Regions from separate parts of the Oryctolagus cuniculus genome. Here region 2 is linked to region 1. Evidence: chromatin contacts called from public Hi-C data. All regions are on one chromosome and are shown on one strand. Each heading gives the region's core, a stretch centred on a gene start, on an enhancer-like site or on the middle of the called end of the contact. The rest is flanking DNA. Distances are from core to core; before and after follow the strand shown.

Region 1 (5,978 bases), core at 1,482-3,981:
ATAGAAGATCTCTCTCTGTCTCTCCTTCTCTCTTTCTGTAACTCTACCTTTCAAATAAATAAATAAATCGTAAAAAAGAGGATTCTTCTAAGAAAAGAAAGAAAATGGATGGTACACAAAGATGTACTGAAGCAAAAAAGGTTAGAAGTGGGGACAGTGCTAAGGGACTCACTTGAACCCTCAGGGAAACCAACATTAATGTCTCATGGCCATCCGAGTTTGGGGTGGAGCTTGATGTCCTGGCTGAAAGGTCAGAACTGGGTCATAAAGTCCTTCCATTAGCCATAGTGCTTTGCCACATTCCTAGCAAAAATTAGAAGACTGCGTTTCCTAAACAAAATGAGAAAATAAAAGAATAAAATCAGACAGATAGTCTTGGAAGCAAGACGAACACAACAAAAATGCAAACAAAACACAAGGATATCTAAGAGGAACAAAAGTAGAGATAGAAGTAGTAAATCAGAACCAAATGGGAGCAGAGAGCTATTTTCCATTTGGCCTCCTTTACCTAGTTCTCTCGCTGGAACTTCTCATCCTTTATCTTAGCAATGTGGTAAGCACCTGTAATTGATTTATCACTAAAAATCAATGCCATTAAAAACCCACTTGTCTGAAAAGGAAATCTAAATATAAACTTAATATAAATGGGCCTCTATATAATTGTAATTTCTTAATTGGTTATAAACACACAGTTCTTTCTCAGAGGCTGGCTTCCCCTTTCCCCAGGGAAAGAATGTGGTACCCCTGGAAAGACTGAGAGCCAGGCATATGTGGGCTGCTGCCCTGGAGCCCAGGGACTGACAGGCAGCCCTGTGAAAGACTTCGGCTCCTTTCTGAAGCAGTCTCATCCCCATGGGGAGGCCGGTTCCTGCCTCTCTTTAACGGCAGCTCCATCTCAGGTCCGACTCAGAGAATAGAGACTGGGCTCTGGCTGCAGGCAGTAACAGAGAATGCAGATGTACTGCACTGCCCTTGAGTATCTACCGTTTCCACTGTACTATCTCCATCTTCTTGCAGCAAGCAATTTTCTTATAAAACAAAGAAAAGAAATAAAGCAGGAATTATTTTTTCAAAACTTCTACTAACGTAACCTCTGAAAGTGTCTGCCTTCTCCCCAAACCTTAGTAGCACCAATTTAGTATTCAGCAAACTTTCAAAGGACCATGATTACCCAGCACTAGAAATTTAAAGGAGAAAACAGTTTCTCCTAATTCGTATCTTTTAAATCAATCGTCTTAGAATATGTTCACTTGGAATCCAGTATTTGAACACTTGGCCTTCTGTTGCCTGGTCTGTTACTTCTCCATGGATTTTACCTTTGAGCAACTGCTGATAAAATGCTTAAGAGATTTAGGGTGAGTGGGGATAAATTAATATGTCCCAGAGTAAACAGAAATGCAGAATAGTGCTCTCTCCCTCGCTCGCTCTTCCTCTCTCTCTCCCTCTCCCTCTGCATTTTCCCATGAGAAGGCAGATGAAGCAGGGTGTGGACCCTGCCTCTGCACATAGCAGAGCCTGGGCTGCCTCACATTGAGTCCTAAGTCATAACAGCTAGGTTGTCAATGAATTCCATTAGTGCAGCTGGGCCACAGGCACTGGGGGATGGAATGGTGGGCAATCTCAGATCAGTTCAGGAAGAGCAGGCGTCGGGTGGTAACAACTTTCAGTCATTACTGACCTGGGTTCTATTCAAACCAGTGACCTAGAAATGAAGGGCTCCAAATCCCATTACTAATTCCCCGAGCCATCAAGTCTCCCCTATGGCCTGGATCTTGTCCTGAAACCCAGGTCTCCTGCTGAAATAGCATTAGACAGCAGCCACTCCATTGGCAAGCAAGGTTTTTTACAATAAAGAGGGTGGGGGGAGGAAAATGTGCGCATACAGAGTTGGCTTTAATTATTACTTTCAAGTTGTTCAGCTCTTTTAAACTTAAGAACCTGAACCTTCTTTAAAATCAAATGCTTGCCAGGAAGTACAAGAATGGTGTTCAAACAAACACAGCCTTCTATTTTGTTTGAATGGTACAAATACACATGCCCCCTCCCAAACTGAGGAGTAATGAGAGGAAACCAAATGAGAGGAAGTTCTTGAAAAGGGAAGAAAGAGATTAAATGAGTATTGGGAGGATGAGAATATTTACTGCCAAAGTAAGAGAAGGAGCTGAATAAAAGCCCCCTTAAAAAAAACTGCCATCTCCCTTTCTATCTCGGTCTCATTCTCTCAATTCCTTTCAGCAGAGGGACGAGCATTTTTCAGTGAAAAAGTAGGATTTTTTTTTATGAGTTAGGTGAAGCCTGCACAGCGAGAAAATTGCTTGTCAAGTTTTGTCCTGCGTTTTCAGCCCGAAGCTCCCACTTTACAAATTGCCCTGTAGATGGCGCTACACTCTGCGGTTCTAAGATCACTGCCTCGACAATGAAGCAATTGTTTCCTGTCTCCACTTAGCAATTCCTCCCTCTTTCGGTTCTTTCTGGTTGCATGTTCTATTTATTTTAATGTATACCTTTGTGTAAAGCCTGTCTCTGAGTGGTTAGATGCCCCGTTGATATGTGGCCTTCAATGGGGGAAAAGGGAGTGCAGCCTATTCCCATGACATCTTAAGGCTTTGTAGAGCCAAAAAAGCCTTCTCAGGAACACCTAATCCTTGGGCTCTATCCAAGTACCACAATCTCTCTGTACAACTGACATGGGCCACTTGGGACCCTTGAGAGTTTTAGGTGTGTCTCTCTGAAGTCAGCCCCGGCCAAGCATGAGGCAAATGTGCCCGACCAAAGAAAATAAATTATGTGGACTCCAATTTTCAGCAGTTATGAAGTATTGAATTACACATGTGAAGAATTCACTTTGGGATTAACCCTTTGGAACCGAAACACAATCTTGTCGCAATGCCTGTGAGGGGAGCATGCTCTGTACAGGGCCTGCCTTGCCAAAGATTCAGGGGCAGCTGACCAGGAGGCCGAGAAGCTGAGCGGAAAGCACACGGTAATTAAAGGCAAGTGCCTTCACCTGCTACCTGAGAGCGTGTGGCAGGGGATTCTGCCCTGTCTCAGGGTACAGGGTCTGCTGTAAGTTTTGATGGCACTGTAAAGTTTAAGGATTCGCAGCAAATGCACTTTCAACGCCTAATCAGAGTGCATTTCAGTAAAATGCACACTACCCCTGAAGCTGCTTCTTCATTCTGATTTAGAGAAGTGGTTGAAAGCCACTGGAACTTGACTGAAATCAGAACTCCAGAACCCCTGAAACAGCATTCATCCTCTGTAGAAAGGGACATCCTGCCCTGCCCCTTTCAAGAATCCCTGGTTCCCCATAACGATCCAATGCACTGAGCTGTTGGTAAATGCTGTGGCTGAAATTGAACACGTAAACCCTGTGGTAGGCAAACCAACCACTGCTGTTTATTTCCTCGTTAAAGCTTTGTGTTGAGAAAATTACCATACAAAGGAAATCTCTGATAACAGGACAAAATCAATCTTGAAGAACTCAAAAAATATTTTAAAAGTAAACTTTTCAGTAAAAGGTACGTCTTCTGTATGCAAATCAGGTTTTGGGGAAATATGCATCCCCGCTTCTCTTCCTCTTAGGTTCATTATCAGAAAGCATGTCATGTGCAGGAGGGGCACTGTGCCTGGGGACTGGCAAACTGTGTCTTGCTACAGATCTTTCCCTTACCTCATATGTGTTCCTGGCTACATCCTAACAATGGGACCATATCCCTGAGAGACACTCTGGAACTCATTCAATCGCCTCATTTTAACCAATGGAGAAATGTAGGCTGGCAGCGATTCTGTGAGATGCCAAAAGCCACACAGCTAGGACTAGGAGCCTCCTGGCTTGTGGTGTAATGTGTTGTTTCTAAAACAACAAATCTCTAATAAGACAAATGGCTGTGCTTCTGTGTCTCAGCTTTTCTGGTCAACTCAGAGAAAAGAGAACAACTATCTTCTCAAATACTAGCTATTGTGAGTGATATAGACTACTTTGAGCCACATGTAGAGATTTGGTAGATAATTAGATAATAATAAATGGTGCATTGTGGGGGGGAGAGAGAGAGAAAGAGGGAGAGAGAGAGAGAGAGAGAGAGACTGAAAGTCAAGACGGAGAAGGAGATGAAGTTTCTGACATCATATGGTTGTTGGGTGGAGCAACTAATAAAGTAATTGCTAAGCACTGTGAAATTTGACTGCTGTGTAAAGCTGAACCAGGATGAACCAAAATTTGCAAATGTCATGAGACTTTTATTTTCAACAGGTGGCATTTAAGAATGCAAACGATTAGCACCCAAATGAGAGCTCACTGTAAAGGGGAAAAGATACGGGGATTTACACACTTAGGAAATCAGGGTGACTGAAAAACACTGCTGTATGTTTGCAAGTGTCTGCAGATACCCTAAGGGAGGGGGATGACTGAGACTATGCCTGGCAAACACTTCTCTTATTTCTACTAGTCAAGGGTTAACATAGGTTTCTTCATAAAATAAGAACAAAAAAGTAAGAAAATCTGTTTCAAAAGCAATAGCCAACTGACACTGCTTGTGGACGAGGTGTGTGAGCCAAAAACCAAAATGAGGAAGGCCATAAAATAATACCAGAGCCCACCCATTGCACCCATCATGTATTTTAACCAAATTGCTTTGTCTGTATCTGATCCACCCGCATATCTTTTCTCAGATAAGAAATAACTTTTTGCTGGCAAGCACCCCAAGTTTGATTTATCACTTGCAATATGAAAAGTCTGCCAAGTAAGCTTTATAATTCCCAGTCCTTAAAATTATTATCATCATCGGGCCTGGAAGTAAGGTTAGAGGTGGTAAATGTGTATGCAGTGTTACAGGCAAAAGGTTGGTTTGTTGAAGTTGTTTCCCTCTGCCAAGAAACTATCACAAAAGGAGTGCCTATTCCACGTCCGACCTAAGGAAATATTTCCGTCAAACTGATTACACATAACAAGCGATTTGTGCACTACAGGGATAAATTATTTCTCTCTAGCGGGAGACCTGGACTAAAGCGATCTCAGTAACTATAATGGTGACCTGATTTACCTGGCCAAGGAACAAAATTTCTCAACCTGAAGAAATTTCTTTAATATTTCCATTTATTCACTTTTTTTTATTTAAGAGAGAGAGAACGGGGAGAGGGAGAAAGAGAGAGATCTTCCACCTACTGGTTCACTTCCCAAATGCTCACAGCAACTATAACTTGGCCAAGTGGAGCCAAGAGAATGGAATTCCATACACGTCTCCCATGCAAGTGTAAGGGAACCAACTGACTGAGGTATCACCTGCTTCACCCCAAGGGTCTGCATTAGAGGGATCCTGGAATTGAAAGCTGAGCAGAACCTAACCCCAGGTATTCCAATATAGGATGCTGGTGTCCCAAACAGCATCTTAACTGCTGCAATAACCCTGAGCCCTTATCCCCAAGAAATTACTAAAAAAGGTCACTCTACATTGTGGCAAATTGAAGTCTTTCCCATATGCTGGATAACTGATTTATCAATTGGTTCATTTGAATATTCACAATATAACAAGCACTCAGGAATTTGCCCACAGTGAGGAGTTCTATATGATTCGAACCTCTCTCCTCCCAACCCTATTCCTTGCAAGAATTGTATACATTAGATGCTAGAAATTCTAACTTGCCAGCTCTGCCTCAGTGTTTCATCAGAGAGGCCAGAAGTCAGATTCTCCTAAGTGTTTTTTTTTTATTTTTTAAGGTTTATTTATGTGTTGGAAAGGCATAGTTACAGAGAAAGATTGAGAGAGAGAGAGAGAGAGAGAGAGAGAGAGAGAGAGAGAAGTTTTCCATCTGCTGGTTCACTCCCCAGATAACCACAATGGCCAGAGCTGTGCTGATCCAAAGCCAGGAGCCAGGAGCTTCTTCTGGGTCTCCCATGTGGATGCAGGGGCCCAAGGACTTGGGCATCTTCAACTGCTTTCCCATAGCAGAGAGCTAGATTGGAAGTGGAGCAGCCAGAA
Region 2 (5,978 bases), core at 1,413-3,912, 1.4 Mb after region 1:
CAAGTAGGGGCGGTGGGCAACCTAGCTGCGCGCTCAGCCCTCACAGGGACCCTTCTCGTGCCATGATCCAAGGGTCCACCTGGATGGAAACCTGAACTATTGGTGTCCCTTCCCTTGTTTAAACCCCATCAAATATTTGTGTATCGGAACTCCCTGTGTTAAATGTTGGGGGCTGCCTCCTGCCACTCCAACGATTACTGAGCCCGGGGTAATCAGATGATTAGGTGCTTTTAATGGTCTTTTTTTTTTTTTAATGTCAGATCCTAAGTAACCTGACATTTAATATACATAATAAAGACAAGTGTTTTGTTAGCTATTCGATTGGATCCTTTGACCTGAGGTGATGCTTCTGTGTATCTGGGCTGTAGGCTTCCAGTAGCTACCTGGGCTCCTGGAGGGGAGCTTTGCCTGAACTGTGGGCAATGGGCTCCTGCTTTCTCCAGCACTGGAGTAGGGCAGCTGAGAAGCAAACTTCCAGAGAAATCCAGATTCCAATTTTCTAAATAAAAAATGAGAGAGAGAGGAGGAGGAAGATATTCACAGTGGTGATAAATCTCAGAGGAGGAACTTGATAAGTCATAGGTATATTTAGTTTAGATATATAATGGCAAGATAAATGTAAAATATAAAATTAAGAATGTATCTGACCCATGTTGGAAATCTTTTTCTTGACTACTAAATTGTTTTTAGACTGCGGATCTTGAATATTCCTCTTTTGTAGGAAATACTTTATCTGTTATGGGGATGGGAAGAGACTCATTTATCCAACTATTCTCTTTGTAATAGACTCAAATTGGGAAAGAGGTGAGCCTGAGAAAATTGACTTTTTTGCAACCTGGAACAAGCTCTAACTGTGGTCATGCTGGGTGGTTATTACTCTCCCCCCTCCCCATACACACCCCACACACGCACTCAATAAATAAATATACGGAATACAAAACATACAACATACAAAATACCTCTGGGAGTGTGGATGTGGCAACCCATGTGGTGGCTTTTCCCTCTTTTGAGTGCAATTGCTAGTGACTCTTGCATTCAAAGTCTTGCTTTAGGCACACATTCAAAGCACAGTTCAAAGCAGTTTATCTTAATATAAGTAAAAGTCTAGTGTTGGATCAGGGTATTATTTGTTTCAGATTTCATCAGACTGAAAACAGAGGGCTGTAACATATTGAACAGTATTAACAGCGGAAAAATTGGTGTGAGACAGCTCTGTGTGCTCTTCCCACCTTCACCTTACTTTTCTAAGGAAGCCCAAAATATGTGGGATTGGAAGTTTATTTGTGCTTTGAGGTTCTAAAGTACTTTCACTCTTAAAAAAAAAAAAAAAAAAAAGCCTCCCAGGACTTTAAGAAATTGAGCCTGAACCATCGGAGGCTAAGAGATTTCTTCCTTTTCCGATAAATGCTTGTGTGCAGCATCCTCAAATTTGGCTGTCTTTATTTACTTCTATATTAGTTCCAATTATGTGCAGTGTAAACCAGCTTTTTGATGAACAAAACAGCAGAGCATTGGTTAAGAACACTTAAACTTCAAAAAAAAAATTCCCCTGGGAAGTGGGCTCTGAATTGGTTAATAATGTGCAGTACTTGCTAAATTGCTGACTTCCAGATGTGGAAAATATCTTTCTTGTTTAGGACCTATGTAACCTGATTGGATTACGACAGAAGCGTCACGTTGGAAGCTTTTGAGTGATTATTTAATTAACCATACAGTAGAAAGCTGTATTCTCCAGGAAATCCCTTCCATATTTGCATAACCAATCCCTTCAGAGCAAAGGTGGAGTCTTTTCTTTTTAATTTTACTTTAATTGCAATATCAAAAAAAAGTACTCCAAAACTCAGACCCCATGTCGTTTAATATCCCGCTCTCCCTTCCCTGCTAAGTTCCTCTATGGCCTTTCTCTTTTTCCTCCTTCCTCCCTACACACACTCTCTCACTTTGTAGTAAGGTCTCGGTGAGATGTAGAGAGACTCAAAGATCAGTCAACCCAGTGCTCTATGTTAATTTACTTAGAGACCCTTCATTAAAATGCCAAACTACTTTTAAATATTGGGTTCCAATCCCAATCACACACACACATACACACACACACCCCCTAAGATTCAGTTCACATACAGCATTTCTCCCCCTAGCTCTGGCTTTTTTTTTTTTTTTTTTTTTTTAATTTAAGAGAAAGGATAAAGCCGTGCTAAGATACTCATGCTATTAGATGTGCATCTCAAATCTGGTCACTTAAGCTATCTGCACAAGAAGAGGCAATATAGATTGAGGACCCGGGATCTTTCCCTTTAACTTTCGCCCCTCGGAGTTCTCCAGTTCTGTGAATGGTGTGCACCGTTTTCCGCCCTGTACTCTGTAGGATTTAGTGATGAGGATAATGATGCCAAAGGCTGGGGGGGGGGGGGGGGGCGTGGAGAAGGGAGGGAGGGAGGGAGGGAGGCGAGAGGGAGGGAGAGAGGAAGGGAGGGAGGTGGAATTTCATTTCTTCCACTAAAGCGTTTGCGGAGACTTCAAGGTATAATCTATCCCAGATCCTTTCCCAGAGAGAAACTTGGCGATCACGTTTTCACATGATGCTCACGCTCAGGGCGCTTCAATTATCCCTCCCCACAAAGATAGGTGGCGCGTGTTTCAGGGTCTCTCCTCTCTCTCCTACAGAAAAGAAAAAGAAAAAAATGTCATTAGAAGAGGCGTAACACGTCAGTCCGTCCCCAGGTTTGTGTTTCCTGGAGTGGCCGAAAGAGATCAGTTCTAACCTGCTCCGCAGGAATAACGGTCCTGCCTCCCGACACTCTTGGCGAGGTTTTGTGCAGTTTACTCCGGGAGCTGTTTCTTCGCTTCCACCTTTTTCTCCCCCACACTTCGCGGCTTCTTCATGCTTTTTCTTCTCACCATTTCTGGCCAAAACTACAAACAAGACTTCGCAGGTAGGTTTTTTTCCCCTCCTTTTTTCCCCTCTTTTTATCCTTTTTTTGGTGTGCTCGTCACCCATCCTCCTTTCTAATGCTCTCATTTTGAGTGGGGATGTGAGTGTGAAGTGAGAGGGGTGTCTGTGGGTAGGAATTTCAGGTGGGTGAAGTCTTTTATGGCGTGCTTTTCCCAAGAGTGGCTTCCTCGCTTTTTCTCTCACACTCTCGCTCAGTCTCCTTCCTTTTCTCTCCTTTTTGTCCCCCGCCCAAAATAATTTGCCCTGTACCTGTCCATTCAGGTAACCAAAGGTGCCTTTTGCTACCCTGCCTAGGAAAAGTTTTTTTGGGGAACTGTATGGCTGAAATAAAAACTCGTCCAAGGGAAAGCTTCTGCTGTATTTTTGCATCTACTTCCAAATCATTATAGTCAGTAATTAAAACTTGGCAAATACCTGTTAATAATTACAAAACTTGATCGATGCAAACCTACCAAATTTCGGGGGCCAGTCTTGCTGTTAGACATGGCAGTGCTGCCTCTCCCACCGGGGAAGGCTGTTTTCTAAGCAGAAAGTTGCCTGTTTTTGTCTGCTTAGCGAGTTTCATTTCTTTATTTCATTCTGTGTGTGTGTATGTGTGTGAAGTAACACCTCACTTCTGTGATAATAAATAAAGAAGTGAAAGTCCTCATGGAACTTGAGTCCTTTACCAAAGTGGAAGGGGGGGGCTCACTACAGCTGGGAAGAAAAGTACTTCAGGATATCTGGGTTTTAAATAAGCCTAACTTTTGAAATTGTATTTTAAATGGCAAAGTCTCATAGCCATAGATTTAATAGGAGACACACATACACACATATATCCCATTCTACACTTTGGCACTGGAAAGTCGAGGGAGAGATAGCAGGAGTTCCCAGGAAGAGTGGTGAGCCCTGCGAACATGAATGTGTTTATCTTCCACCTTCTCATATATTTTACATGCTCCTCCTGTAATGAGGAGGGCACGATTGCTAACTCCAGAGTTAGGAATAACAGGCAAAGATAAAGTTTATAGCACAAATGCCCTGTCTCTCCCTCACACACCCATGCTCATAAAGCTAACAACTTACTTTATTAAACATGTATTTATATTCAATCGCGTGTAAGTCTCAGCATGAATACAGACAGGCCAGCTGCTTGGTCCCAGACACTTGTGTGACCATTTCTTTATTTCAGGATTCCTCTCCCCCACCCTCACCCCAATTTCAACTCAACAGGACAGGCAAGAAATGATAAAATGTGTCAAACTTCAATGAAACGTCTCCTACTGTATATGCTTAGGTAAATTTAAGGTGCTTTCTGAAACATCCACTTCCCCTTCTCTCCGCACCCCCCCTCCCCTCTCAGCAAACGTGTGGAAACTGATACTCACTTTCCAGGTTTTCCGCAAAGCTGCTCGCACAGGAGACAATAGGTGCGGGGCGTGGGGACCGAGTGTGCTCGGCAGAGAAAGGGTTAATGGCCCTTGTGTTACAGTTTGCATCTGTTACATCTTTTATAGCCCCCTGTTTAAACTAATCCTGGAGGCACAGCATCTTCCCAACCTCCACCGAGTTTCAGGATTCTCCTCCTCTGCTGCCTGCCTCCGAGTCCCCTTTCTCCAAGTTTTGACAGTTTCAGCTGAAAACATGCAGCGCCTCTCTCGATTTTTAGGTACAAAAGTTTCGAAGCCAGAAAGGATACGATCATTTAGGACAGCTTAAAAGTCTTGCCGTGCTGGTTGGACTTTCTCTTTCCTTTCTTGGGGGGGGGGGGGGGGGAGAAAAAGCAACATTTCTGCTGGAACTATTTATGGGAACCAGCGTGGGGGAGTATGTGTGCGAGTGAGGTGGGGGCAAATACTTAAGCAAATATTGTCAAAGTGGCGGGGTGGGGGGGGGAGGGACGGTGTCCAAAGAGGCTTATAATTATATTTCTTATTGCGGCGGAGAATGGGAAATCTTAATTTGGGGGCAGAGGGCTGGGGGAGGAAGAGACGGTGCCTCGCTGAACTCTGAGAGGAGAGGGAAGGGGAGGGGGCGCGGGGCGAGTGGGCTTCCTATAATTACTATTATCAATTTGCCCGAGTGTTCTTCATCCAGGGGCTGTTTCGCGTTGTTTGTTTGTTTCTTTCTTTCCTCTCGGGAAATGGGGCGGCGGGGGGCGGGGGGGTGGCGGTGGCGGTGGCGGTGGCGGTGGTGGCGGCGGTGGCGGTGGTGGTGGTGGCGGTGGGAGAGAATGAGGAAAGATGAGAGCGAAAGAAAGCCTCGCCTCACCCCAAGTTCCCGAGCCGGGCTGAGCACTTTTCGGAGCAAAGGGTCCGCCTAGCCCTGGGTCGGGCAGTCTTACTGTACCGCCGTGTGCATTCCCTCATACGGTCAGGAGTTATGACTCATTTCGAAGATGTAATTCTTGTCTCTGTGATCCCCTCGCGGGTGCAACACACCAAACAGTAACAAACACAAAGCGCCGCAGGGCCACGGCTGGGGGCGGGGGGCGGGGAGGGGGCCGCCGAAGTTTCGCTTTGGCGTTGGGGGGCGCGGATGGGTGCTCGCCGGGGCCCTGGCCCGGCTCCCCGGGGCGGCCCGCGCGCGTTTCAATGGGCGCGGGCGATGCCCACATTGTCGCTGTGTTTGGTTGCTAGATCGAGCCTGCGTGCTGCCGAAGCAGGGCGCCGAGTCCATGCGAACTGCCATCTGATCCGCTCTTATCAATGAAGCAGCCGATCATGGCGGATGGCCCCCGGTGCAAGAGGCGCAAACAAGCCAATCCCAGGAGGAAAAACGGTAAGAAGCGGCCCGAACCAAACTTTTCCGGGCCACTCCGCGGCTCCAGACCCAGGGAGAAGGAGGGGGAAAGGGAAAAGGAACCGAGGCGGCGGCGGCGGCGGCGGCTGCGCCCGGGGCTCGCGGGCGAGCCTCCCTCCGCGGCCGGCGCCGGAGCCCGGCGCGCGCGCGCGGCGGCCGGACCCGGGGGGAGTTGGGGAAGTGCGGGGCAAAGTGAGCGTCGGGCGCCCGGGGGGCTCCGAGCGCCGGGGTCCGGCCGCAGTCCCGC

What was found. Hi-C and Micro-C count contacts between places; a contact is called where the count stands out from the background.
Region 2: a Hi-C map of skin fibroblasts shows a contact between it and region 1, with 5 times the contacts expected there. The contact joins the promoter of ZEB2 here to the enhancer-like site in region 1. A contact is called at or near these places in 3 of 6 Hi-C or Micro-C datasets (embryonic fibroblasts, skin fibroblasts and an unstated tissue).

The regions. Positions count from the first base shown.
Region 1 is chr3:96,553,165-96,559,142 of mOryCun1.1, forward strand. No RefSeq gene overlaps it. Among named protein-coding and RNA genes, the nearest start is that of ZEB2, 1.4 Mb to the right of the region's middle. Within about 2 kb of position 2,732, at least 1 of the 8 cell types and tissues checked has an H3K27ac peak or open chromatin away from gene starts, as enhancers often do.
Region 2 is chr3:97,908,553-97,914,530 of mOryCun1.1, forward strand. ZEB2 (zinc finger E-box binding homeobox 2) reads left to right here and starts at 2,663. Exons shown (of 9, transcript XM_070070969.1): 1 at 2,663-2,930; 2 at 5,569-5,710. The coding sequence starts at 5,638. LOC108176842 (a long non-coding RNA gene) reads right to left here and starts at 4,488. Exons shown (of 3, transcript XR_011387303.1): 1 at 4,318-4,488; 2 at 2,760-2,910; 3 at 2,143-2,655.